Linked DNA regions of Sus scrofa: all the other regions are linked to region 1. A link is a contact called in public targeted proximity ligation data. All regions are on one chromosome and are shown on one strand. The core of a region is the stretch at or near the end of the contact, and the rest is flanking DNA. Distances in the headings are between cores, read along the strand shown. Region 1 has its middle 59 kb from the start of FABP5. Region 2 has its middle 50 kb from the start of IMPA1. Region 3 has its middle 45 kb from the start of FABP4. Region 4 has its middle 11 kb from the start of FABP4.

What was found.
Region 2: a contact with region 1 is called in a targeted proximity ligation map of alveolar macrophages. A contact is called at or near these places in 1 of 47 Hi-C or Micro-C datasets (embryonic fibroblasts) and 2 of 2 datasets of targeted methods (alveolar macrophages and skeletal muscle).
Region 3: a contact with region 1 is called in a targeted proximity ligation map of alveolar macrophages. A contact is called at or near these places in 1 of 47 Hi-C or Micro-C datasets (embryonic fibroblasts) and 1 of 2 datasets of targeted methods (alveolar macrophages).
Region 4: a contact with region 1 is called in a targeted proximity ligation map of alveolar macrophages. A contact is called at or near these places in 1 of 47 Hi-C or Micro-C datasets (embryonic fibroblasts) and 2 of 2 datasets of targeted methods (alveolar macrophages and skeletal muscle).

What each region holds. Positions count from the first base shown.
Region 1 is chr4:55,219,652-55,226,666 of Sscrofa11.1, forward strand. No RefSeq gene overlaps it. Among named protein-coding and RNA genes, the nearest start is that of FABP5, 59 kb to the right of the region's middle.
Region 2 is chr4:54,991,069-54,998,083 of Sscrofa11.1, forward strand. No RefSeq gene overlaps it. Among named protein-coding and RNA genes, the nearest start is that of IMPA1, 50 kb to the left of the region's middle.
Region 3 is chr4:55,048,248-55,055,262 of Sscrofa11.1, forward strand. No RefSeq gene overlaps it. Among named protein-coding and RNA genes, the nearest start is that of FABP4, 45 kb to the right of the region's middle.
Region 4 is chr4:55,082,085-55,089,099 of Sscrofa11.1, forward strand. No RefSeq gene overlaps it. Among named protein-coding and RNA genes, the nearest start is that of FABP4, 11 kb to the right of the region's middle.

The sequences.
Region 1 (7,015 bases), core at 1,805-4,304:
GTTTTTTAATTGATAAAGAATTGACATGCAACTTTATATTAGTTGCAGATGTACAACATAATGATTTGATGTGTGTATATATTACAAAATGATCACCACAATAAGTTTAAGTAACATCCATTGCCACACATAGTTATAATTTTGTTTCTTGCATTAATACCTTTTAAGGTCTACTTTCTTAGCAAGTTTCAAATATACTATATCTACCAACAATTACCTATAGTCCCACTTGTGTGTGTATGTGTGTTTAGGGCCACATTCCTGGCATATGGAAGTTCCCAGGCTAGGGTTTGAATTGGAGCTGCAACTTCCAGCCTACACCACAGCCACAGCAATGCAGGGTCTGAGCCGTGTCTGTGACCTACACCACAGCTCATGGCAATGCAGGATCCTTAACCCCCTGAGTGAGGCCAGGGATCAAACCTGCATCCTGATGGATACTAGTTGGGTTCCTTATCACTGAGCCACGACGGGAACTCCTAGTCCCACATTTTAGATAGTTCTTTTTGATGATCCCTAAATTGGCCAAACAACTGATGAGTTTTGATTATCCAAATTTTGTCTCTCTCTCCATCGAGGCAAAGTTTATTTGCTCAGTTCTGACATTATAGAAGAAGAAACATCCATGCTTGAGACGGTCCACAGAGCTTCCAAAGTGTTAACAGTGATACAGAGATGGCTGTCATGTAAACATGAACAACATTCAGGAATCAGTCTGGAAAGGCAATTTGCTAAGTAGTTAAATTTGATAATTTGTTAAAAGTTTAAAAAACTGAAGTTGATAGTCACAGGCAGAGGACATAAGGGGTTAGCACAACCACTGGGTAACAACAGCGATATTGAGAGACAAGCTCATTACACTCAGCTCGCCCCATGAAGCGTACCCCTATCTGGTTCGCATTTCCACAGCCAGAGCTTTTGGAGGTCAAGCCAGATACATAAGAAGTAGGAGGCAACACTGAAATAAAAATAGTAAGTGTAGGAGGGAAGCTACAAGGAAGAATTACATTACTCAACCTAGACAATGCTTCATTGGCAAAATGTGACAAATTTGTTCCCCCCTTTTATTTCATGGTAATTGAAATAAATTACCAAAATGGAAACTTCCCTTTTTTTTTTTTTTTCCTGGGCAAATGGTTTTGGGTATTAAAGCTGGGTTTCCCAGTCTTCCTTGCTTTGGGGTGGTCATGTGACTATGTTCCGAAATAAGATGGAAGTGGAAGTTTGCTCTGGAGGCTTCTGTAATCCTCTTTATGAATGAGCAAATTGCTGCCACTAACCTCTTCCTCCTCCTACTCTGTGGAACACAGATGCAATGGCTGTATCACAAGGATATGGGCACACATGAGGAAGGCAGCCTGGTGAGCTGGGAAAGACTGGGTCACCATGGATCAGTGCTGCCATAGCAAACCTTCATTACGCCTCTCTCTACTTTACATGAAAGGTTTACAATGCCATCTTGTTTTGAGCCACTGCTATTCTGGAACCCTGTAACGTGTAGTGAAACCCAATCTCAACAAACAAATAGAATGGAATGAAGTCAAATAGAATGGAATTTGTAAAAGATTTATGTATGTGATGGATCCAAAAATGGGCTCTGAAAGTAATGAGAAAGAATTCTATTTTTAATTTTTTTTTTTTGCCTTTTTTTTAGGGCTGTGCCTGCAGCATATGGAGGTTCTCAGGCTAGGGGTTGAATTGGAGCTGTAGCTTCTTGCCTATGTCACAACCACAGCAACACCACATCCAAGCCGAGTCTATGACCTACACCATGGCTCATGGCAATGCTGGCTCCTTAACCCACTGATTGAGGCCCAGGGATTGAACCTGTGTCCTCATGGATCCTAGTCAGATTCGTTTCTACTGCGCCATGATGAGAACTCCAAGAATTCTGTTTTTTATTTTTATTTTTTATGACTGCTCCCATGACATATAGGAGTTCCTGGGCCAGGGATTGAGTCTGAACCAGAGCTGTGACCTTCACCACAACTGGGGCAACACCAGTACATTTAACCAACTGCACTGAGCCAGGGATTAAACCTACACCTCCACAGTGACCTGAGCCACTGCACTCAGATCTTAACCCACTGTACCACAGTGAGAACTCTGAGAAAGAATTCTATTATATTCTTTATGTACAGGGTGGAGAGCTAGAAGCTCAATTGTCATTCCACAAACCATCCACAGGGTCTTAACCAGGGACATAATCCTGTTCCGGATGATCACAGATCTGACTTACTATACTAATTCCTATTAATTTCTGGGGACTTTATGCAGAACATCCTAATAGCTATGACTAATGCCCCAGAGCTACTAAAATATTTGTAAATAATTCTAATCAAGCCTTCTCCACACTTAACGACACTTAGCTCAGAATGTATCTCTTTTCCAGGTGATCCTATATATGAGCAAAACATCTATGAAAAACAGCTTCTCCTGGATACCAGGGTAAAAATTTGCCTAATATGGTTGACTGAACCATTTTAATTCAGCAGCGTCCTGACTGAATGTTAGCAGTCGATGGTTTGCTGGAGTCTCAGGGATAAATATACAGGAGGTGATGGAATTTTCCACCACTTCTGTACCATTTTGGACCTCTCCAGCTCTTATTATTGTCATTGTTTTCCATTTCCTAAATGTATCAGAGATCTCCATCATTTCTATTGATTTCCTCTGTTCACCTGAGGAATTTTGACAAAAATAAAAATAATTTATAAACATTTAAAAGCTCTCTTCCTCACAACCTCCTATTGTTATCTCTCAGGTTGACAGAAAAAGGAATGCTTCCTTGAATATTTCAGGATATCCTTTCTTCTCCTAGTTTCTGGCTCTTGCATGTGGAAAGCAGCTTCCTAGCTTAGTGTTTGTTGTGTGTATAAACCCCACTTTTTTCACTGACACCAGTGAATCAAGATGGTTTTTAATTTCTCTTTTTATCAACACCACCTCATAGCTTTTCTTGCAGTCACTAACTGTAGATTTTTTTTTTTCATTTTCGTCTTGTGTTTAAGCCATTGGTGTTCACACTAATGATACTGTCTGTTCCTAGTTTCAATAATTTACTTGCCTTACTTGGCATTAATTTACTATCTTGCTTCACTATGTACTATTGCTGGTGGGAATGTAAAATGGGGCAACCACTGGGGAAAATAATTTGGCAATTCCTCAGGAAGTTAAATATAGAGCACCATATGACCCAACAATTCTACTCCTAGGTATTACTCAAGAGAAATGAAAACATATGTCCACACAAACCTGTATATGAATATTTATAGGAGCATTATTCTTGAAAGCCAAAAAGTGAAAATAAGTGAAATTTCTATCAACTGATGAATGGATAAACAAATGAGGTATATTCATGCACTGGAACATTATTCAGCCATACAAAGGAATGAAGTTCGGATACAGGCTACAACATAGAAAATCTCATATTAAGTGGAAGAAGCCAGACACAAAAATTCATATATTGAGATTCTATTTTAGGAAGTGTCTAGAAAAGGCAAATCTATAGATACAGGAAGTAGATTAGTGGTTGTCAGGGGCTTGGGAAGGAAGTAGAATGGGGACCAATGGGAATAGGGTTTTGATGAGGGGGGCTGATAATATTCTCATTAGATAGTGGTGATGGTTGTACAACTTTGTGAATATATTAAAAACCACTGAACTGAACATTTTAAAAATAAAACAAAAATCATATAATAGGATTTCCCTTCATGGCTCAGTGGTTAACGAACCCAGCTAGTATCCATAAGGACGTGGGTTCTATCTCTGGCCCTGCTCAGTGGGTAAGAATCTGGCATTGCCTTGTCCTGTGGTATAGGTCACAGACCAGTGGCTTGAATGTGGCATAGGCTGTGGCATAGGCTGGTAGCTACAGCTCTGATTGAATCCCTAGCCTGGGAACCTCCATATGCGGCAGGTGCAGCCCTAAAAAGACAAAAAAAAAAATCTTATATCAAAACTTGCCATCTCACTAACTAGAGACATTCAGTCTGAGAAAGGTAAGAGAGAAAGGATTAGAAGAGAAAAATAATCTGACTGATGTGGTATCCTGTCATCACAAGCAAAAGGAAAAGGAAATCTTCCCAGGTCTCTTTCCCTTCATTCTCAAGACCTGTTCTTCCTGAAGCTTTGGTTGGAGAGGGGAGGCAGCATTGCAGCAAGAGTGACAGAGCACAGAGCAATCATTGCTTACCCCTAGACCTGTCACTGGAGGAGGAATCCGTGACAGAGAAAGTGACAGGAAAGGGAGGAGGGGGGGGTCTGCTTGCTGATATTAATAAAGCATTAAGGCTCACACAACATGTCATCCCATAAATATCTCCTCCTAATCTACCCAAACAAAAGCTTTGCTAGATGCCAGTCAAAAGTGTTCCATGTGTAATGGATGGACAATGGGACCTGCTCTACAGTAAGGGAACTCTACCCAATATTCTGTGATAACCTTTATGGGAAAAAAAAATCTGAAAAAGAATGGATAAGTGTATGTGTTTAACTGAATTACTTCATTGTATAGCAGAAATTATCACAACGTTGTAAATCAACTACTCTTCAATAAAACTTTAGTAAATGAAAAAAAAAAAGTTTTCCAGGTGCATCCCTCTAATTCCATGGACCCTGACAGCTGGGTTCCTGGGACTAGATCTGAGCACATGCCCTTCAGTTCCATACACTGAGGTCAGGAGACAAGAGACCTCATTTTCCCCCCAGCCATGCTTGCTGATGGGCATTATTCCAGAGAGCAACCGGTTCCAGGCTGTACTTAGGAACAATAGCTTGTCCCTTTGTATCTAACAGACCTAATGGCCTTCCAGGAGAAGAATGGAGAACTGTGATGAGGCGCCAGGACCAGCAGGCAGCTGACGCTGCTGAAGGTGGAGCTGCAGCCATTACAATGAGAGGCCAGTCTCTAACCCCCTGCAAGCTAGCTGCCAGGACCTGACCCATCACCTGTGTCACCCCTACTGCTACTCCCAATCCCTAGGTAATTCATTGGCTGAAAACCTTCCTAGCCCACCCGCTATTTGCTCCAGATACTGCAGTCTCTTTCTATTTACAGTGAAGCAGGAGCAACCTCTTTCTTCATCTAAATCTTTAAATCTAGGGCAAAGATGAATCATTTCTAGCTTGCTTTTCATGGCTTGGGAACTAGATTAGGCAACATAGCCTTGGAGACAAGAAGTCTTGATTCTTCCTCCCTAGAGCAATTTATATTATTAACTTCTTTAAACCCCCAATCCCTTCTCTATGAAATGATAATAGTAATATTCAATTTGAAAAGTTGTTTGCATTTGACAAAGACAATTACCGCAGAGTATCTAGCCCAGCACTGGTTCATTATCTATTTACAATAAATCTTGCCATTACTACTGACATTCTTGTTTGTGTTTTTTAACTACAGAGCTGTGGATGGGGAGACCAGCCAAGTCACTAAAAATCAAATCTTGAAGCAATCAATCTGTGCAATGACCAAGATTTAAGAACTGTAGCTTTAAGTCATTTTAATAAAAATATTTGTATTACATAAAATCAAATATATTCGTTTGCATATTGGCCAAACTGAGCTTAATTGCCTACCTAAAAAAATAACCCTAATACAAAGCCAAAATGGTGGCAAATCATAAATTTGCTGAACATTCTAATATGAGCCACTTTTTCCATCTAAAATTTTGGCATTAGGTAATGTTAATTTTTTTTAGGTTTTTTGTAATGAAATTGTTATTTCCAAAATTTAAGCACATTTAGAATTATTTTACTAGTTCATCAAATGGTATATCAGCCTTAATTTTCATTTTTGAAGGTGATTTTTTAGTTTAACTAATTTACATTGTAAAACAGAAAATTCAAATTTTATTTAAATTCTTTTACAATTAAATTGACTTTTTATTAAATTGAACTTTAAATTTAAAGGGCATCTGAAATAAATTCGAATTAGCCAAGAGTCCTGTCATAGACAAAGCACCAATGTTTTTTTGGTCTCTAACAAGAATTTCAGAAACAGAAAGATGGGTAAAGATCTGCAGAAAGTTTCAACTTAAAAACAGAAAACTGCTCAAATCAACAGAGATGAAGTAAGGATGTTTAGCAGGGAACACTTTAATGGATTAAATAATTTGTTCTCAAGTTATCCTAATATGTAGTCATGATCAGTGTAAAATTGGGAAGGAAAGAAAACTAGTTAGAAGTCCAAAAAAAAAAAAAACACATTAAATTTAGATGCTAAAGTGTTAGCAAACTAAAAACTATATTTAAAATTTTGAAACAAAAATCCATGTAAACTGAAAAGTTTCCACTTGAAATGGTAGTGTATTTAGGAGTTCCCTGGTGGCCTAGCAGTTAAGAATCCAGCACCATCACTGCTGGGGTGGTGGATTGATTCCCTAGCCTGGGAAATTTTTGATGCCTCTGGAGTGGCCAGAAAAAAAAAAAAAAAAGGGTCTTTAATCATCATGACTATATTTAGACATTTTTCTAAAAGTTAAGCCATTTCTTTATTAATTCTGAGTATATTCATCTAGGACCTCTATAAGGGAAGGAAAATAAGTGATTTTAAATGCCTCTAAATGCAGCTTCCTTCTGTGGGACTTGGAGAGGGAAGTGCTGTAGCCTGGTCCCAGAAAGTCCCATGCGAGCCCTAGGAGAGTCCTGCTAAAGGAGAGAGACCATGCAGACTAGCTGGACTATAGGAAGTTCTGCCCGATCCTCCCCAGCCACCCCACTGGAAGGTCCCTCTTTGTCCCATGTTCTTATCACACTGTCTTTAGGGTAGGACTCAAGAATTATACCTTCTGCTTCCAGGAATTAGAAGCCCAACTGAAGGAAAGAGCCATGGGGCTGAGCCTTGTTGAGCCACCACTCCCAGGCTCCCAGATGGGAAATTAGGAAAGAAATAATTTGCCAAATGATTAAACCAGCAAAGAACAAAATTTATTGATTTACCATAAAATAAAATAAAATAGAATAAAATAAAATACAAAATGGTTTTACCAACTTGTAAAGCAATGGCTTAAAAACT
Region 2 (7,015 bases), core at 2,628-5,127, 230 kb before region 1:
ATTAACATTCAGAAATCTAATATATTGTCGAAATCTTTTTTTTTTTTTTTTTTTTTTGGTCTTGTTGTCTTCTTAGGGCCACACCCATGGCATACGGAGGTCCCTAGGCTAGGGGTCCAATCGGAGCTGTAGCCACTGGCCTAGGCCATAGCCACAGCCACTCAGGATCCGAGCTGCGTCTGTGACCTACACCACAGCTCGTGGCAACACCGGGATCGAGGCCAGGGATCAAATCTGCATCCTAATAGATGCTAGTTGGGTTCATTAACCACTGAGCTATGACGGGAACTCACAGAAATCTTTTTTTTTTTTTTTGCCCTGCCTGCTGCATGTGGGAGCTCCCAGGCCAGGGATCAAACCTGTGCCACAGCCGTGACAACACTGGATCCTTAACCTGTTGCACCACCAGGAACCCTGACAGAAGTCCCTTTTAGTGGGAAAACTCCACCAACTCCTCACTACTTCCCCCACCCACCAAGGAACCTGCTGACAGAAAGGAGGAAGAAATGTTTTTTTAGAGGAATTCGCTAGGTTTTAACAATTTGTTTCTCCTGCTCCTCTTTTCTCCCTATCAGACCTGACCCCCCACCCCCATATCTGTTCCCTTGGCTGTGTTGAAGTCCCCTGGACAGTGGGCAGGGGAGGCAGAGGACAGGAGTGGCCACTGCCCTCACCCCCTCTCCTCTCTGCAACCCTCTGCCCTGCCCTTCCAAGGGTTTGTGAGCCTTCTGCCTCCATGGTCCTTCTTGCTCTCGTCCTTCCAGTGCCCTGCTGCTGTCTGCTGCCCCTCCCCAGGAGTTGGTGCTTTTTTTTTTTTTTCCCAGGGTGGAGAGGAAGGAAGGAAATCAAAGATTCTGTCCCAGAGAGGAGGGGAGAGGTGAGATTTGAGAATGGGCAGGAGGAGGGAAAGCAAAGCAAAGTTTGTACCTTCATGATGTGGGATTGTTTGAGGTCAGGCCCTAAACATCATCTTATCTGAGAATCTGTCAGGGGAAAACAAGTCAAGGGGAGCAAAAGAAGGATTCAAGGCTCAGTGGTTAACAAACCCGACTAGGAACCATGAGGATGCAGGTTCAATCCCTGGCCTTGCTCAGTAGGTTAAGGATCCGGCATTGTCGTGAGCTGTAGTGTAGGTTGCAGATGTGGCTTGGATCCTGCGTTGCTGTGGCTGTGGCTAAGGCCGGCAGCTTTAGCTCTAATTCAACCCTTATTCTGGTAACCGCCATATGCCGCACCTAAAAAGTGAAAAAGAAAAAAAAAAAAAAAAAAAAAAAAGAGCCACTAGGACCAGGACAAGAGGTGGAGTCTTAGGGGCCCAGGGAAAATAGGGGGATACAGAGACTAGAGGTGCTTCCTGGGGGTGGGGAGATACAGCTGCAGTGTCTCCCCTTCCCTTTTCCTCCCCAGCTCCAGCCCTGGTCTTTTCTTTTCATCCCTCTCCTCCACGACAGAAGCTGTGGCCCTGGCCATGTCATTGTGTTCCTGAGTCTCCTGCTGCTCCCCACCCTTCACCCCCTCCCTTTGTGCAGACTCCATTACAATAAATTTTAAATGAAAACCTGAGCAAAAATAAAGGGAAAACTATCAGCTTTAAGACCACACTTGAATCGCTCCTCCCTCCTACTGTTTATAGACTCAAGCTTAAACCAGGCTTCTTACCTGCTGTTTGCACTTAAGTCTCCAGACATGTCAGCAGGCTTGCTCCTGAGCCCCACCCTGTGTCACTGGTATCATCAGAGCTGATTTTCCCCTTGAGGCTTATACCAGATCATATCTTTCTGTGCGATGTATGGCTTGTTCCAAACAAGCCTCCACTTTGTTCTTATAGCTAAATAATTATGACCTTCCAACTCTTTCAGGACCCAGTTTCTATCTAATGTGGAAGTGGAATTTGCAAAGTTTAAATTTCATGAGCCCTGTTCTACTTATCCTATAAACAAATAATGCATTAAAAATACCATTAAATCTGAAAGCCCACACAGCTACTCATTTTAAGCAGCAACATTTGCTAAGATATATATATATATATATATATATATATTTTTTTTTTTTTTTTTTTTTTAAGGCCCTGTCTGTGGCATGTGGAAATTCCCAGGCTAGGGGTTGAATCAGAGCTGCACCTGAGGCCACAGCCAGGAGAAATCTGAGCCACATCTACCACCTACGCCACAGCTTATGGCAAAGTTGGATCCTTAACTCACTGAGAAGAAAGTCCAGGGATCCAACCTGGACACCGTGTCAGGTTCTTAACCTGCTGAGCCACAATGGTAACTCTGATATATATATATATATATATATACACACATATATACATATATACACACCTATATATATACATGTTATATATTTTAATATTTTAAATATTCTCCTCTGGAGGTGTCTAGCTTAAAAACCTGAGAGCTGGAGTTCCCGTCGTGGCGCAGTGGTTAACGAATCCGACTAGGAACCATGAGGTTGAGGGTTCGATCCCTGCCCTTGCTCAGCGGGTTAACGATCCGGCGTTGCCGTGAGCTGTGGTGTAGGTTGCAGATGCGGCTTGGATCCCGCGTTGCTGTGGCTCTGGCGTAGGCCGGCAAGTACAGCTCCGATTCAACCCCTAGCCTGGGAACCTCCATATGCCGTGGGAGCGGCCCAAGAAATAGCAACAATAACAACAACAACAACAACAACAACAACAACAACAAAAGACAAAAGACAAAAAAACAAACAAACAAAAAACCTGAGAGCTGGAGCAGGCGAGGCAGGGCATGTGTGTGGCAGTGGACTTATTGCATAACACTTGGGTCTAAGAAATGTCACATTCCTGGAGTTCCCCTTGTGGCTCAGCGGAAACAATCTGACTAGTATCCATGAGGACGCAGGTTCCATCCCTGGCCTTGCTCTGTGGGTTAAGGGTCTGGCATTGCTCTGAGCTGTGGGGTAGGTCACAGAAGCATTTCGGGTCCCATGTTGCTGTGGCTCTGGCTTAGGCTAGCGACTATAGCTCCAACTGGACCCCTAGCCTGGGAACCTCCATATGCCATGGGTGTGGCCCTAAAAAGACAAAAGACAAAAAAAAAAAAAAAAGAAAAAAGAAAAAGAAATGTCACATTCCTTTATTTGTTCAATATCAAATCAAATCTGGTTGTGAGCTTTGTCTTCCTAATCTCAGGTTTCGGGGGAATTCCTTCTGTTTCCTGAGGGTCAAAAGGGAGTGTTTCCAGAAGTAAGGACATTAAGGTGTAGACATTTGGACCACAGCTGAAGTCCTCCTTGTCCAAGCCCTGCAGGTGGGCAGCTGTGTGGCCCCTCCAGGCTGAGCCGAGGTGGAAGAGCCCTTGAGAGCCTGCTCTTCCTCCCTTCAAACCTGCTACCCAGCCTTCAAGTCCTTTGTGGAACCTCAGCGTTTCTACTCAGCGGGAGACCCTGGGCTGCTACTCCTCTTGAAAACCAGCCTCTTCTAAATCTGTCCCCTCCAATCACCCCTGTCTAGACCTGGTTTTAGAGATTTGCTCTACGGCATCTTCAAGGTCAGGCTGTTAAAACAAAGTCATCTTGCAAATATATTCTCCCATTTAGTAGGTTGCCTTTTTGTTTTGTTAAAGGTTTCCTTCATTGTATTTCACTGTGCTGTACACCTGCAATGAATACAATATTATGTCAACTATAATTCAATTTTTAAAAAGACATCTTATTTCTTGTCAACAACAAAAGCTTCCAAGATGAAATTACTTGGATAAAAATGTAAGGATGAGGAGTTCCTGGTGTGACTCAGTGGGTTAAGAACCTGACGTAGTGTCCACGAGGATGCAGGTTTGATCCCTGGCCTCACTCAGTGGGTTAAGGATCTTGTGATGCCTCAGGCTGAGGCGTGGGTGACAGATGTGGTTCAGATTCAGTGTTGCTGTGGCTGTGACGTAGGCTGGCAACTGCAGCTCCTGTTTGACCCCAGCCAGGAAACGTCCATATACCAAAGATGTGGCAATTAAAAGAAAAAAAGAAAAGAATCAAGGAAGAGAGAAAAAAAGTCTCACTCTCTCCTGAATCTTAAGCTATAGGAAGAATAAGATAGAATTTGATATCTCTATAAACTATTTTGTTATGTATTTGACTAAAGCCCATTGCCTCGCTACAGCTTCTCTTTCAAGCCAAACTTTAAAATGTAGGCAGAAAGGCCTGTTGCAAATAATTCAATGGGCGGTTAAGCATCATCAGCTGGACTTGTGCCCAGTGTACCGGTGAAAGGGTTTTTTGGAACCGTGCTTTCTGGGGACAATGGAAACTTCCAGGGGATTAGATTGGGATCATTATCTAAATTCTCACTGGGAAGATATGCTTCTATGGAAAGTGTCTTAAAACCACCAAGGAAGATTAGATTCTGGTCTTATCTTTGTTTTGTAAGTCTACATTTTAGGCAACAGTACATGTGTGTCTACTCTGTGCAAAAAAATAACAAAGCAGTCCTTGAGTAGACCACTGTCTTTTTGGATTAAAGGAACAGGTTTATTTAATGGACTCATTTTGTGATTCAGAAAAAAGATTTTAAGTTTTAGAGTCAAAAATTCACCCATATTACTTAATGCTCAGAAATTACTATGAATTAAAAAAAGCAAACTGGAAATTATCTCAGAATATATAATTGTACCAGTTTCAATTTCAAGCATTAATAAACTGAACCAATATAGTACCATCAAAATTCAGGTTCTTACATTTTTTTTTCTTTAACAAAGTAAGCATATTTGTAATTAGAACCTGAACATTTGCAAATGTATTAATTCTGAGAATCAGGACCTAACTTGAATATCACTGAGAATTTGGGTGAATGAAGCTATGCTCTGGTATGTTTCTTTTAAAAAAGTTGTTTTTTTTTTTCCGGGTATGGAAAATTTTCTTAACAGAACACACCGTTCTTTCTAACCAATATATTCCCAGCATTTAAGCACCACCATTAGTATAGGCCAGACAGTTAATGAATATTTGTTGAATGGATGAATAAAGAGAAATGAATAAACCTGAATTAAAAAGTCACATTTCTAAAAAAAAAAAGAAATTCTTAGTTTTTCTTTTCTTTCCTTTAAATAAATTAAGATGTAATTGAGGTATAACATTGTGTTAAGTTTAAGATGTACGAAGGTATTGATTTGATACACTTAACATATTGCAATATGATAACCATTGTAGTGTTAACTACTGCTTCTATCACATCACATAGTTATTATTTCTTTTTTGTGGTGAGAATGTTTGAGATCTTGTCTCTTGAAAACTCTGAGATCTACGATACAGTACTGTTGACCATAATCATTGTGATGCATCAGATCTCCAGGACTTCTTCACCTCACAACTGGAAGTTTGTACCCATTGACCAACATTTCACTGGTTCCCTCATTTCCCCCAGCCCCTGGTAACCATCATTCTACTCTCTGTTTCTCGGAATTTGACTTTCTTAGGGTTCACATATAAATGAGATTATATGATATCTGTCATCTTCTGTCTGATTTATCTCACTTAGCATAATGCACACTGGCACAAGTCCATGTTGTCACAAATGGCAGGATTTCCTTCTTTCTCAAGGCTGCACAGGATGGCTCCCCCAACCCTCAACACAGAATTATCCAGACCAAATGTCAACGGTTCTGCTGTTGACATCTCTTGGTGTTTACCAGTCCAGACAGGAATGCTTCTGTGGCTTTAAGACAGCAGATGCTGGGATGGAGCCGTTATGAGGCTATGGCAGCTCCAACAAAGGTGAAGTCAGCAGGTGCCAACAGAATCCTCTCTATTACCAGAAAGCTGATCTTATTTATTTATTTATTTGTCTTTTGCCCTCAGCATATGGAGGTTCCCAGGCTAGGGGTCTAATCAGAGCTGTAGCTGCCGGCCTATGCCAGAGCCACAGCAACTCGGGATCCAAGCCGCGTCTGCAAACTACACCACAGTTCATGGCAACGCCGGATCCTTAACCCACTGAGTAAGGCCAGGGATCGAACCCGAAGCCTCATGATTCCTAGTCGGATTTGTTAACCACTTGAGCCACAATAAGAACTCCCCCCAGAAAGCTGATCTTTATACGCTGCTTTGAAGAAATGGGGGGGACTGAGGTTAATGGAATATAAGTGTGAGATGGTCTTAGCCTTTTGAGAGCGACTGTAGAAGCAGAGGAGAAATTTCTCGATGAGATTATAGTATGAGATTTGCATTATTTTTGATAAATTTTAAATCAGCATGTTTCTATCTCAACCTTATCTCAGAAGAGCACTCAGTGTTCTTTTGTGAAATAACTTCCAAGAAATAACTTCAGATTTTTTTTTCTGGCATATTAAAGAGGTGAGAATAAATGGAAACAAAATAGACATTTCTTTTTCTTTAATAATAGAAGCCCATCTTCAGATCATTGTTGAAAGAAATATATTCAAAACTTTTATTTCACACCATCAAACTTGAGAAATTTCACTTCCAAACATTTGCTTGTTTAAATCGTTTTGTTTTTATCCTAATTCAAGATAATTTAATCAAAAAGTATTTATGAACATGATCATTAATAATATTAATGCATTTAAAGAAGAGTAGTAAAATGCCAGTAACAGTGTAATTTTTCATCTGAAAGAAGCTTAGTAGGTACCAGATAAATGATAATGAAGAATTAAATTGCATTTGCTTTAAAGGGACTTTTATTTTAAGCTTTTCTCAGGGCTTATTTTTCAATCTAAACATTTTGCGTCATGGCTGAGAAAATTAGGAAACAAATTAAAAGAGCATGTCTTTAATTTGAAAAATTCTTCCTAGAGATTTTTTTTTCTCATTTTAGAAATGAGCCTGAGTCATTTAAACTATAAGACATCTCCTCTTTAGTTAGGCAATTATTGTATTCACTGCTGAAAGAGGGATTTGGAAACAGTAAAATTAAAGTCATGGATTTAACATGTTTCCTTTTAACTGAAAGAAATAATTAGACTGAAACAGGTTTTGCTTTTTTTTTTTTTTTTTTGCTTGTACTAAAGTTTTACTTCCTCACATCTGAAATGGAGATTTGGACCCA
Region 3 (7,015 bases), core at 2,369-4,868, 170 kb before region 1:
AATATGTGTAATACTATTTCCATAGAAAATATTCCTATGTGTACTGCACAAAACTCTGTGTGCAGTGATGTTCACTACAGCATTACTTGTGAAAAAAAAATGAAAACAACAAAATGCTCATCAACAGGGGAACAGATAAATATTAGTATGTACATACTATGAAATATTATGTAGCTATAGCTATGGCAAAAATTTATGACAATATGTACAGTCATGGAACATCTCCAAGACATTAAGATAAGGGGGAGAGGCAAGTTGAATAACAACAATTATAATAAAACATTTTTATTTTAAAAAATTGTATACGTAGGGAATGGCTCTGCAAAGCTGTGAATGTACTTAATGCCACTGAATTTTACACTTTAAACTGGTCAAGGGAGTTCCTGCAGTGACAGAGTGGGTTAAGGATCCAGCCAGCACTGCCACAGCTATGACATAGGTTATAGCTCCAGCTCAGAATTTTTATTTTTGATCCCTGGCCTGGGAAATTCCATATACTGTGGAGGCAGCCAAAAAAAAAAAAAAAAAAAAAGAATACAAGGATCAAAATGATCAATCTTATGTTGTATGTATTTTACCACAGTTAAAAAAGTACATAATAGAAAAAACAAAACAAATCCTACACATTTGAGCATGTAAGAATGTGACAGAAGAAATAAAGATTTGAAAGAATCCATGCCAAAGTCTTTTGTCTATGTGTAAATGAGTGCATTTTTAAAATAAGGAGATGGTTCATAGCTTTAAGCAATTTTCAAAAAGGCCTGTGAACCAACAAGATTAATAGTTACTGGGTTAGAGAATAGTTCATTACATCAAAACCAGAGACTATTTTTTCTGCGAAAAAGAATCTATTTTAACATGTAATGGTGGTGCTATTAGCTTTAGGTGTTTGAATTCATGCAGAGTTAAATCTATTTCATTCTCAAACCTCCTAATTAGCAAAGAGTTATATAGCTAATGCAAGTTCTTGGAGCCAACAATAGATTAATCTCTGTGTCTTTTATCTGGTTTCCAGAAATAGGAAGAGCCAGCAGAAAACTTGGCTGTCTGGCAAAACCCACTGTACCATCATTACAGAGGGAGATCTGATCACTACAAAGAAAAAAAAATCTTTATTTTTATTTTATTTTATTTTATTTTTTTATTACTCAAATGAATTTATCACAGCTGTAGTTGTATAATGATCATAACAATCTGATTTCACAGGATTTCCATCCCACAGCCCAAGCACATCCCCCCACCCCCAAAACTGTCTCCTCTGGAGACCATACGCTTTTCAATTTCTGTGAGTCAGCATCTGTTCTGCAAAGAAGTTCAGTCTGTCCTTTTTTCAGATTCCACATGTCAGTGAAAGCATTGGATGTTGGTGTCTCATTGTATGGCTGACTTCACTTAGCATGATAATTTCTAGGTCCATCCATGTTGCTAAAAATGCTGGTATTCCTTTTAATGGCTGAGTAGTATTCCATTGTGTATATGTACCACTTCTTCTTGAACCACTCCTCTGTTGATGGACATTTAGATTGTTTCCATGTCATTGCTACTGTAAATAGTGAAAGAACATCAGAGTACATGTGTCTTTGCGAGTCGTGGTTTTCTCTGGAGTGGGACTGCTGGATCAAATAGTAGTTCTATTTTTAGTTTTCTGAGGAATCTCCATACTGCTTTCCACAGTGGTTGCACCAATTTACAATCCCACCAACAGTGTACTAGTGTTCCTTTTTCCCCACACCCTCTCCAGCACTTACTATTTGTAGACTTTTTTATTTTTATTTTTTTGTCTTTTTGCCTTTTCTAGGGCCCCTTCCGCGGCATCGCGGCATATGAAGATTCCCAGGCTAGGGGTCGAATTGGAGCCGTAGCCACCGGCCTACGCCACAGCCACAGCAACGCGGGATCCGAACCGCGTCTGTGACCTACACCACAGCTAATGGCAACGCCGGAACCTTAACCCACTGAGCAAGGCGAGGGATCGAACCCACCACCTCATGGTTCCTAGTCGGATTCGTTAACCACTGTGCCACAACGGGAACTCCTGTTGGTAGACTTTTTGATGGTGGCCATTCTGGCTGGTGTAAGGTGGTACCTCATAGTGGTTTGATTTGCATTTCTCTAATAATGAGTGATGTTGAAAAAAAGCATCTTTAAACATGATGAGATCTCCTTTAAACAGGGGGAAGAGTTTGAGGAAATCACACCAGGTGGCCATAAAACCAAGGTGAGGCCTTCAACACTTTTGGATAAATTTCATAAGAAATATTAATTTCTTTTTTATCTTTTTAGGGCCTCACCCACGGCATATGGAGGTTCCTAGGCTAGGGGTCAAATTGGAGTTGTAGCCACTGGCCTACACCACAGCCATAACAATGTCAGATCCAAGCCACGTCTTCAACCGACACCACAGCTCACAGCAACTCCCGATCCTTAACCCACTGAGCAAGGCCAGGGATCGAACATGCATCCTCATGGATGCTTGTCAGATTCATCTCCACTGAGCCAAGATGGGAACTTCCAAGAATGTTAATTATGAAAGCATCCCAAGTAAGTAAGCAGTTATAGCAAACAGAGCTAAAATCTGTGTTATATAAACTTTTGGCTAAAACCTAGGATCTCAAATTTTAATATGCATACAAATCCCCTAGACTGTTGATAAAATATGCCTATTCTAGGTCCTATCCATAGAGGGACAAATATCTGGGGCCAGAACTTGAAAATTATTTGTTTTTTTTTTTCTTGTCTTTTGTTTTTTTAGGGCAGCACCTGCAGCATATGGAAGTTCCTAGGCTAAGGGTTGAAGCGGAGCTACAGCTGCTGGCCTAAGCCATAGCCCACATCAATGGGATCCGAGCTTTGTCTGTGACCTACACCACAGCTCACAGCAATGCCAGATCCTTAACCCACTGAGTGAGGCCAGGGATTGAACCCGCATCCTCATGGATGTGAGTCGGGTTCATTAACCACTGAGCCATGATGGGAACTCTGAAAATTGTATTTTTAACAATACTGATGAAGACACTTAGCAGAACATATTTTGAGAATCATTTCTCTATTGTCTCAGAAACCAAAGTTCTGCTTTACCTTTTGTAGCAGTTTTCCACACATAGAATTACAGTGAATAAAACTTGTACTGGCAGGTATCAGCGAGGTTATAGCACAGTCCTCTTCAAGTGCTCAATGGCTTACACAGTTGGAGTTTATTTCTAACTTACAATATATATTCAGCATTGTGGTGGGGTTACAGGAGGTTCTGTATGTGGTGGGGAGGAAAGGGGCCGGAAATGGGGCCTAGGGTAATCTGCTCCTCTTAAACTTTCCAGGCCCCAAGCCAAGGGAGGTTCCACTATCTTGTAGCTGGATGATCTAAAGCTTCTGAACTCAGTCAATTAGAGAGGAAAAGAGACACTGGGCTTTTTGTTACTAAGCCTGGAAGTAACTTAACTCATAGAGTTTCATTCATCTTATGGACTCCAACTAGAATACATAATCCACTTACAATACACAATTCATTTATATTTTATGTTTATTGTCTGTTCCCTCATTGTAGAATGTACACTCTTCAAGGAAAAGATTTCTCATCTGTTCTGTTTCACAGAACCCAGGGGTGGTTTCATAATGGTTGCTCAATAAATATCTGTCATTTTAATGAATGCACTCACTAGAGGATTATTATACAATATGCAGGGTGAGGTCCTGATAAAGGAAATGAATTATCACTTTAAAAGTTGTTAAATAGGAGTTCCCGTCGTGACTCAGTGGTTAACAAATCCGACTAGGAACCATGAGGTTGTGGGTTTGATCCCTGGCCTTTCTCAGTGGGTTAAGGATCTGGCATTGCCGTGAGCTGTGGTGTAAGGTAGCAGACGTGGCTTGGATCCTCCATTGCTGTGGCTCTGGCGTAGGCCAGCGGCTACAGCTCTGATTAGACCCCTATCCTGGGAATCTCCATATGCCCTGGGAGCGGCCCAAGAAAATGGCAAAGAGACAAAAAAAAAAAAAAAAGTTGTTAAATAATATGAGATTCCAAATTCCTGTATGATATCAAATGGAAGAAGAATTTTGATAAAAAATGTTTAATAAAGGTGTCCGTACTAAATTAAAAAAAAAAAAACACCCTGCTAGAATTGAAAAGCCTGGAAAATACAGGAGAGTAGAAAGAAATTTGGTGACCACCATTGTCTCAGTTTCAGGAGAGACAGTAAATCATTTTGGCTCAACTCAATGGACATGTCAACTCTGAGATGCATGCATCCCAATAATCATATAACATGGTATTGGAGTAGAGTAGAATTTAATCAGAGATACCTCTAAACTTTGGGGAGGAAGATGCAGACTCTGGTTCATGACTTCCTGGGTGTGAATCCCACCTCTGCCACCAATCATCTGTTTGACTTTGGGCAAGCCACAGACTCTTGTTGACTCACTATTTTCATTTGCAAAAGGGAATAATTATAGTACTTATGTCATAAAGTTGTGAACATTATATGGATTCATATATTAGTACTCTTTGAAGAGGGCCTCACACAATAAATAGTGCTACATAAACAGTAGCGATTGTTGTTGTTGTGACAATTGTTATCATCTTTTTATATCGATGGGGTAAGAAAATAAAATGGGATCTTACCAATGGGGAGTTGGAATTAGTTTCACCCATGTATTTTTAAAGCTGAAACTTGTGATTTTTCACACACACAAAACAAAGTCTTGGCCTATGCAATAAAATATTTTTCAAAAGTTTTACTTACTCCTCGATATATTTTTGGCACTCATAAAACTTTTTCTTCACAAAAGAATCATCCAACAAATTTACTGTTGACAAAGTTGTAAAATAAATGGAATTGTAGATGCCATTCTGAACTACCTGAGAGTAATACAACTGCTGAAAATAAGTTGGCACCAAATAAAATCTTAAAGTTCAAATACAATGATCTATCTGAGCTTAATTTGGTCTTGTCTGTTTTTCCAGAGTATGGTACTTTATATGATGACTCCTTGATTCAGGTTTAGGACTAGGATGGAAAAGAGACCACCAAAAGGAGTAAGCTGGTAGATAGTATTTTTCATTATTTTTCTCACCTACTCTAACACCTATATATAAAATCATTCAAATAGCTTATTCTGAAACAGTGGGACTGAATGTAATTTCTTTTCCTCTTGTTTTATAAGAATGAGTGGGGTGAGATATTGGCAGAAAAATGTATGATCATAAAGATTATAAAATATGCAAGGATTGAGACTAAAAAATAGAGAGAATTTAAAAATTTTTCTTGCCTAATTCTTTGATTTGTGTAAAGACAAAACAAGCATGTATTTGTGCAGGAAATATTTCAGCAGGAACTGAGTGTTGTTGCTAACCCTCTGCTCCACACCAGGATTAATTTCTCAGAGGTTTCCAGATCAACACCAAAACAAAAGCATGAAAAAGAAATCTGAACTTAAGATGCAAAGCTTAAGTGGTGTGTGTTTGATGTCTGGATCAACTGACACAAGTAAAAACTACATGGCAGCTACCATAATGTCCTCATGTTTTCATTTATTATTTGCCCCATCTTCACAATAGTTCTTTGAAGTACAATTATTTAGTCCATTTAATAGGTGAGAAAATTGAGAGTCAGACACAGACTTCTAATGATATTTGGCTGGAAAAATGTGATGGTGCTGGGATTTAAATCAGGTTGGCTTAATTCCAAAGTCTGTACATTTTTGAGTCTACCCACCTCCCTCTAAGGATGGTTGTCTTTCTTACTTCAACAGAGTGGAGGGGATATATGTTCATGATTCTTCTCTCAAACCTCCACCTCCATCAAAATAAAAGAAAAGATAATTTTAGACATGGTATAAAATAGTTCTGCCTAAGAGTGTATACAGTGTTTCCCCCAATGTTTCCCCTTTGGTAACCATTGGTTTGGTTTCAAAATCTTTTGAGTCTATTTCTGTTTTGTGAATATGTTCTTTTGTATCAGTTTTATTAGATTACACATATTAATGATCTCATATGATATTTGTATTTCTCTGTCTGACTTACTTCACTTAGTATGATAATCTCTAGATCCATCCATGTTGCTGCAAATGGCATTATTTTTCTTTTTTATGGCCAAGTAATATTCCAGTGAATATATGTACCACATCTTCTTTATCCAGTCCTCTGTTGATGGACATTTAGGTTGCTTTCATGTTTTGGCTATTGTAAATTGTCCTGCAATGAACATGTGGTGTATGTATCCTTTCGAATTATTATTTTCTTCAGGTATATGCTCAGAGGTGGGATTGATGTATCATATGGTAGTTCTGTATTTAGTTTTTTAAGGAACCTTCACACTACTCTCCACAGTGGTTGCACCAACCTATTTTCCCACCAGCAGTGTAGGAAGGTTCCCTTTTCTCCACACCCTCTCCAGCATTTATTGTAGAGTTTTTGATGATGGCCATTTCAACTGGTATGAGGTGACATCTCATTGTAATTTTGATTTGCAGTTCTTTAATAATTAGTAATATTGTGCATCTTTTCATGTGTCTTTAGCCATCTGTATGTATTCTTTGGAGAAATGTCTATTTAAATCTTCTGACCATTCTTTAATTGGGTTGTTTGTTTTTTGGATATAAAGCTGTATGAGATGCTTTCGTATTTTGGAGATTAATCCCTTGTCAGTCACTTCATTTGCAAAGACTTTTCTCCCATTTCATTGGTGGTCTTTTTAAAAAATATTTCCTTTGCTGTGCAAAAACTTTTAAGTTTAATTAGGTTCCATTTGTTTTTGTTTTTATTTTCATTTTCATTTCATTTTATTTGATTTTATTTTCTAAGTTTTCTAGTATCTGGCCTTATATTTATGTCTTTAATCCATTTTGAGTTTATTTTTGTGCCCAATGTAAGAGAATGTTCTAATTTCACTCTTTTACATGTAGCTGTCCAGTTTTGCCAGCACCACTTATTGAAGAGGCTTTCTTTTCTCCATTGTATAATCTTGCCTTCTTTGTTGTAGATTAATTGATCATAGGTGCATGGGTTTGTCTCTGG
Region 4 (7,015 bases), core at 3,262-5,761, 140 kb before region 1:
AAGCCTTTAAGGCCTACACCAAGATCCACAATCCTAGGAATGAGGTGTTTTTTTATGTTCTACTGTCCTGGTTGCTGCGGAAGCTCGGGCAGAGGATTCAAGAGACAAGACCATCAAGAAAACCTAAGGAGATTCCTCGATGTGTTCAATACAGATTATTATAACTTCTAGCATGATGTACATTGGACTAAAATTTAGTGTAAATAGAATAACACTGGGAAAATAAAATTTCAGTATGGAAAAGAGCATACATATAAAACTAAAAGAAATCCATTGTGATGCTCATTGAATTTTTGTCTGTGTGAATTAGGACAAGCCATACAACATATTGGGGATCTATTTTCTTAACTGTAAAATAAATAGAATTCACTCCAATTCAGCGACAGCAGCATAATTCTATGATTTTCTAATTATTTTCTTGATCCTATTGTAAAATAGTAGTAATTATAGGAATCTAGGAGGAAAGTTAAGAGCAGTAAAAATTTTAAGAATGGACTATCTTAAAATTTTAAAGAATATCTTATATTCCATAAAGGGTAAAAGGATTTTTTTGTAAAAATTAACTTTAAAACATTAAAAAGTAGAGCCTATACATTAGGTGTAAAATTATTATATGCCTTCTTTTATATATTTAGTTTTTCTTTTTTCATTTGCAGTTCCAGATAATGTTATTAGGCAAGTATCCACCAATTAGAAGGAATAATGTACTTTTGAGGATCTATGTTCACTAAGATCTTATGTTCCAGATATTTTTGCATCTATGAAATAGTTAGGTTGCACTTTGGACTACTCTTCTGTGATTTTTAAAAATAGAATGTTGTTTTTGAATAAAGACAATATATGTCTCATAATTTAAAAAAAACATGAATATTGGGAACTGAGAATGTGTCATTGATTAAAAATAGTCCATGTTCTGTAGCCCTGAGAAACTTAGAAGTGTGTCAAAGGACAAGGGGTAAAAAGCCATCCAGAAAAAAAGTGAGGACAATGTCCCTGGGCGTGATTCGAAAGGAAGCAAGAATGACATTTGTGGAATTTGGCAAGATAACTAGGGAAAAGAGCAAGAGCTGGAATAGTTGCTTCCAAGTTTAAGGGCAGTTAGGAATCAAAATCCCGAAGAAATTTGGATGAAGGGAAACTTTTTGGCATCCCTGGGAATGCATGAGTACATGGTCTTTCCTGTTAATATTGCTGAAAGGATGCTGATCCATTAATTTGGCTAGAGCAGGTAAGAGAAAGAAACACATTTTCATAAAGCTCATACACATTATGGCAAAGCAAAATTTTTTAAAAAAATTTTGATTATAGTTGACTTACAATGTTCTGTCAATTTCTGCTGTACATCAAAGTGACCCAGTCAGACATTTATGTATACACATTCTTTTTCTCATTTTACCTTCTATCATGTTCTATCACAAGTGATTGGACACAGTTCCCTGTGCTTACAGAGCAGGACCTCATTGCTTATCCATTCTAAATGTAATAGTTTGCATATACTATAAAACTCATACACATTACGGCAAAGCAAAAATTTTTTTTAAGAAAAACAGTATTTCACATTCAGTGTTTTCCTTAAGCCAGAACTTTCTTTGAGGATTTAAGAATAAATAATTAGGACCTTTCTAAGGAACATAAGTATATTCCAGGGGATATCTCAGAGCAATGACACACATATTAAAAATAAAAGCTTCAATGATCATGTGAAAAAGCACAGACTTCAATGCGTAAATGAATTATAACCTCCCAAAACAACCAAAATATTAAAATGATTTCTCTGGGAGCAGGGGGAAGAGATGAGAGAAATTCTTGAAAAAAAAAATCAAATCATGTCAGAGTAACTCATGATTCTTCACACATATACTAATGGTTAATTCACTCAGAAATAATCAAGGGGTTGATTTTATTTGTATGAGTTGAAACTGTTGCTACCTTGAGGTTTTCATTTACCAATATCTGACACTAGTAGCAATTTTTAATACTAGTTCAAAGGAGGTTTTCAGCATTTGTATTCATTGATATGCCTTTGAAGAGTGACTGATGCCTTTGTGTAGGCAAAACAATTCTTCTTGGTTGAATCCTTGCTCTCTACAGTACTAATGATCAGGAGGCAGCCTCATGGTATACACAACAATGGGGGATGGGGGAAGGTTAACAAAAGGGCACGTGGTCCCGAAGGTGCATCCTTAGGCATGGAGTTCAAAATGTTAGGAAACACGATCTGCACTTTCCTAAATTTTAAATCAAATTTTACACTAGAGTTTTCTCTCTGTTTCTATGTTAAAGGAACTCCAACACTGTTTAAATGCACTTTTTTAATATAGCATTTTTTATTACTCAATTACTTTTATAGTTGTACAATGATCATCACAACCAAATTTTATAGCATTTCTAAATGCACTTTTGATTATCGTCATGTATTTGTTGCAGATTTGCACTTAATTTGATTGGGATTCCTAGTCTATTTCTCTGACTGATAAATCCACTCATGCAACACAGTCTTTAATCTGTGTAAGGCAATCTCTAATATCTATATATTAAAGGGAATAAGCATTCCAAGAGAATTATAATCACAATTTTTTTTATGGCCTCATTCCTGACATATGAAGTTCTCAGGCCAGGGATTGAATCCAAGCTGCAGCTGCAGCAATTCCAGATCCTTTAACTTACTGTGCTGGGGACAGGGTTCAACTTGCACTTCTGCAGCAATGTGAGCGGCTGCAGTTGAATTCTTAACCCACTGTGCCACAGCAGGAACTCTCAAAATCAGTTTTTTTAAAATCCCAGAATAATAGAATATTTCAAACATGCTTTCTGAACATACTAATAAAGAAAATTACCTTCATTGGGAACTATAAGAGCAAATTCTCAACCACCCAGATATCACAAAGGGAAAAACTATATTTTGTGAGGTCCTGATTGGTTTTGAAAGAATAGTTCTGACTAAAACATAGTCACTGTGATTTTCCTGCCTCATTATTCTGAAAACAGGTGAAAATATACATTTAAAGGATGAGTGCTCCACCTCTCTCAAACTGGAAAAGGTCCAACCATCTCCTTTAAGCCTTCTGAAGGGATGTTGCTTCAATGTCTTACACTTTTTCTTTTTTTTTAAGCAGAAGAGCATACACACTGTTTGTCCATAATGTTGTTCATTTTTTCATCTAATTTGTTTGCCTTTTCTAAGCCAGGCCCTTGATGATCATGGTTAGTTAGTCTCATACTCAAGTTTGAGTTCTGCTGTCTACTCACCTTGGGCCCATCATGACTATTCCAAATGATAAATCCCATTAATTTCAAGCCCTATTTTAAGCCAGTTCCACTGGGAAGAAAGAGATAATATCATTTATTCTTGGTAGGAGTTTAAAGGGCATAACTTCTTTGGGGGGAGGCAATTCAATAATATGAATCAACATTTAAAATGCTCATACTCGATGGTCCTTCAACTCTACCTGTAGGCATTTACTCTACAGGAATATTAATGTAAGTAGACAAAGATACATATATACCAGTTTGTTCACTAAATTTTTTTAACAACAAAAAGTGGAAGTATTGGTTAAAATATGGCACATATTTAAATGGAATACTTGGAAGCAATATTTAAAAATGAGATGTCTTTATATTCATTGACATGAAGAGATGACTGTGGTATATTACTAAGTGAAGACTAAAGTTATGGAAGAGCATGTGTGTTCAAAGTCTTGGCATATTATCCAATTTCTTTTTTTTTTTTTTTGTCTTTTTGCCATTTCTTGAGCTGCTCCCATAGGCTGTGGATCTAATCGGAGCTGTAGCTGCCAGCCTTCACCAGAGCCACAGCAACACGGGATCTGAGCCTTGTCTGTAACCTACACCACAGCTCATGGCAATGCTGGATCCTTGACCCACTGAGCGAGGCCAGGGATAGAACCCGCAAACTCATGGTTCTTAGTCGCATTCGTTAACCACTGAGCCACGACGGGAATTCCATATCCAATTTCTTTAGTAAAAATTCATATTCACATTCCATGTGTTTGCATGTGTCTAGACTGAAAGAATATTCACTGAATCAGTAAATGTGGTGATCTGGAGAATGGAATAATTTCTTTCTCCTCTATATCTATAATGTTTGAATTTTTAATAATCAAGCACTTATTAATTTTTAAACAAACATTAAATATTTCCATTTGGGGAGGAAAATTTATCCCAACAAAAGGAAGGGAGCGTTGACACAGTATCATGTTAATGGTACCATGTTCTTGAGAAAAAAGAAATTTCTTGTTCTGAATCATGGATATCAAGAAAACTCCTTTTGAATTTCATGAATTTCTTTATTATTATTATTATTACTACTATAAGTACTAGCTGCCACCTGTCAAGTTAGGTGTATGCTAGGCAACATGTGCAAGTATGTTATGCTAAGCAACATAGAAAATATCTGACATTTAAGAGCACTAATTTAAACAATATCATCAAACATAGCTTCCCAATTTTACAGATGAGAAAGCTGAGTGTCATAGAAATTAACTGGCTGGCCAAAGGTCACAAGCTAGTGAATAGTGGAAACAGGATTTCAACATGTCTTAACTCCAGAGCTCATGGATCTTTCTTTTATCAAACACAATTATTAAGGCAACCACAAAAATGTCACAAGTATCTTAGTGTTCACTGAATAAAATTTTTGACAAAGTGAAGACATTTTAAAGAATGATAGTGTCTTTTATAGCATAAAAATCATTATCAAGAATCTTGTAGCAAGGGTAATCATATCTAGATTTGGAGAATCTTGGCAAACGCCTGAATAAGTGCAGGAATGTACATTTCACCCAGTGAGAGAGGGAAGTTAACACCCAGATGGCAAATAAAGTTCACAGATGCTTGACATTTGTGCTTTCTTACTCGATCAGAGTTCACTGGAGGGAAGTCCCACAGCAAAAGTGCCTCCCAGAAAGCATACTTAGCGTTTCCTTGTAACCAAAATCGTACTTGGATGAGCAGAACAAAATCGTTTTGAGTCTGTATCAGCACCAAGTCTCACAGTTAGTGCCTATTGTGGCAACTGCTACCATCTAATCTTTTCATTCCAGCACATCCTTCTCATTTGTCTACAACCACAGGCTGTGCACGTATTCATCCTAAGCATGCAATCAATCTCTTTCTCTACCCCTCTTCTCCTTCTTTTTATTCTTTTCTCCCTTTTGTATTCCTCCTCCCTGGCTTCTTTTTACTTCTCTCTCAAACATTATTTCCAAAATAATGTTTCCTATTATGCACCCAAAACTATGCCAACTGCTGGCCAGAATCACTCTGGATACACATCCTTCCTTTTCAAGAAGCTCAAAATTCTCATATGCCTTCCCTGCTCATTTTACTCATTCTTGTGCCAGAGCATCAGTCACAAAGACTGGTACTTATTAGACATGCAATGAATACATAGCTGACTATCTGCCTGTAACTCTGTTTATTTAATTTAAAACTCAATATGTGGACAATTTAAAAAGCATATAGAATCTAGCTGGGCTGAGACTGGCAAAAGTGAGAATATGAACAGAAGTTTAGAAGAGACAGAGTGTGGTGGTCATTCTTTGTGAATTGAAAAGCATTCTTATAAGCATAAGTAGCAGTTGACATAATTACTACAGCTTCAAGGGTCCAGACTGGTTCTTCTGCTCTATGGTATACCCCAACCCTAAAAATTTCCCCTTGATTCTGTCACAAACAATTTTGAGGGGTTAATCAGAATCTTTTTAAAAGATGTAAATACTTCTAGTAATATTATGATATTATCTGTCATTTATATCTTAATATGATCTAAATCAATCTAATCGATTTCCTCCTAATTCAACAATGAGCTCTAAAACCGCTGTTACACAGGGTGCCAAGCCTGAGTATTTAAGGGTGAATAAACTATAATCCCTACCCCCAAAGAGCTCACAGCCAGAAGAGAACAAACTTGGGTGTGTGTACGTGTGTTTCTGTCTGTCCTCCTGAACATTTTCTTGGTGACGTCTTCTGATTCATTTGTACATTCCTTTCTGGTTTTCCTAGTTAATATTTTCATTTTTGCCTAGAGTCAGTTCTTCATCATGATGCTTGCTTTATCAAATAAAGACAAAGTAGGGCACACTCTACATTCAGAAAGTGCTTTGCTAGCTCTTTAGTTGGTTCCTACTTAACGCCTACCAGACTATGGATGAAGAATGCCTTTTATGAGTAAGAGGGCAAGTGAGGAAGTTATGCAACATGCTTGAAGCCACAACACAAGCCTGTAATTAACCACTACTTTTTTAACTGACCCATAGCCTACTGGCTTACTCACTCTTTCCAAAACCACCATTTTGAAGTCAGACTGGATGATCGATCACTATGAACATGTGTTCAATGAATGGTATACAAACTAATATAGGGGTACCTTTATGTTGCCTCTATGTAAAATAATGTAAGACCTAGGAAATATAAAACAAATTTCATCTGAGATATTCCCAGCAGTTTGTAGGGGGAGAGAATCAAGTGATGCTTGCCTAAATTTCCTGTCAGAATTTCATCTTAGAACTCTTGACAAACCCCAAAATGTTGGTAATGATATGCATTCATATAGAAACTTTGTTTCAATAAAAAAAAGAGCCTTGGCATGACCTCTTTCTTACCCTACCACCCACATGCTGTGAAAACACTCCCTCTCATCAGGGCTTTGTCCCTACTCTTTATTATCCAGTGATTGGGTATGTTTCCTCTTGAACTTAAAAATTTTCAGAGAAAATACCCTCATTTCCTCCAAAAGAAATAAACACAGGCAAAGGTCAGAGGGATGCATTCCATGGAAGCTGTCCATTGTAGAGCAAAGTGCAAGACAGTTGGCCCAAACCAAAGAGTGCCGGTCCCATCCCCATCAGCACTGAGGATTAGGGATTACATCCCCCATTCCCACATTTCCCAGCAAAGCAAGACTCTGTGCACTGAAGACCCCTTCCCACAGCTCTGAGGAAAGGGCTTTGTATGTGCATTTGAATGTTATATTTGAATATTTGTGAACAAAAGC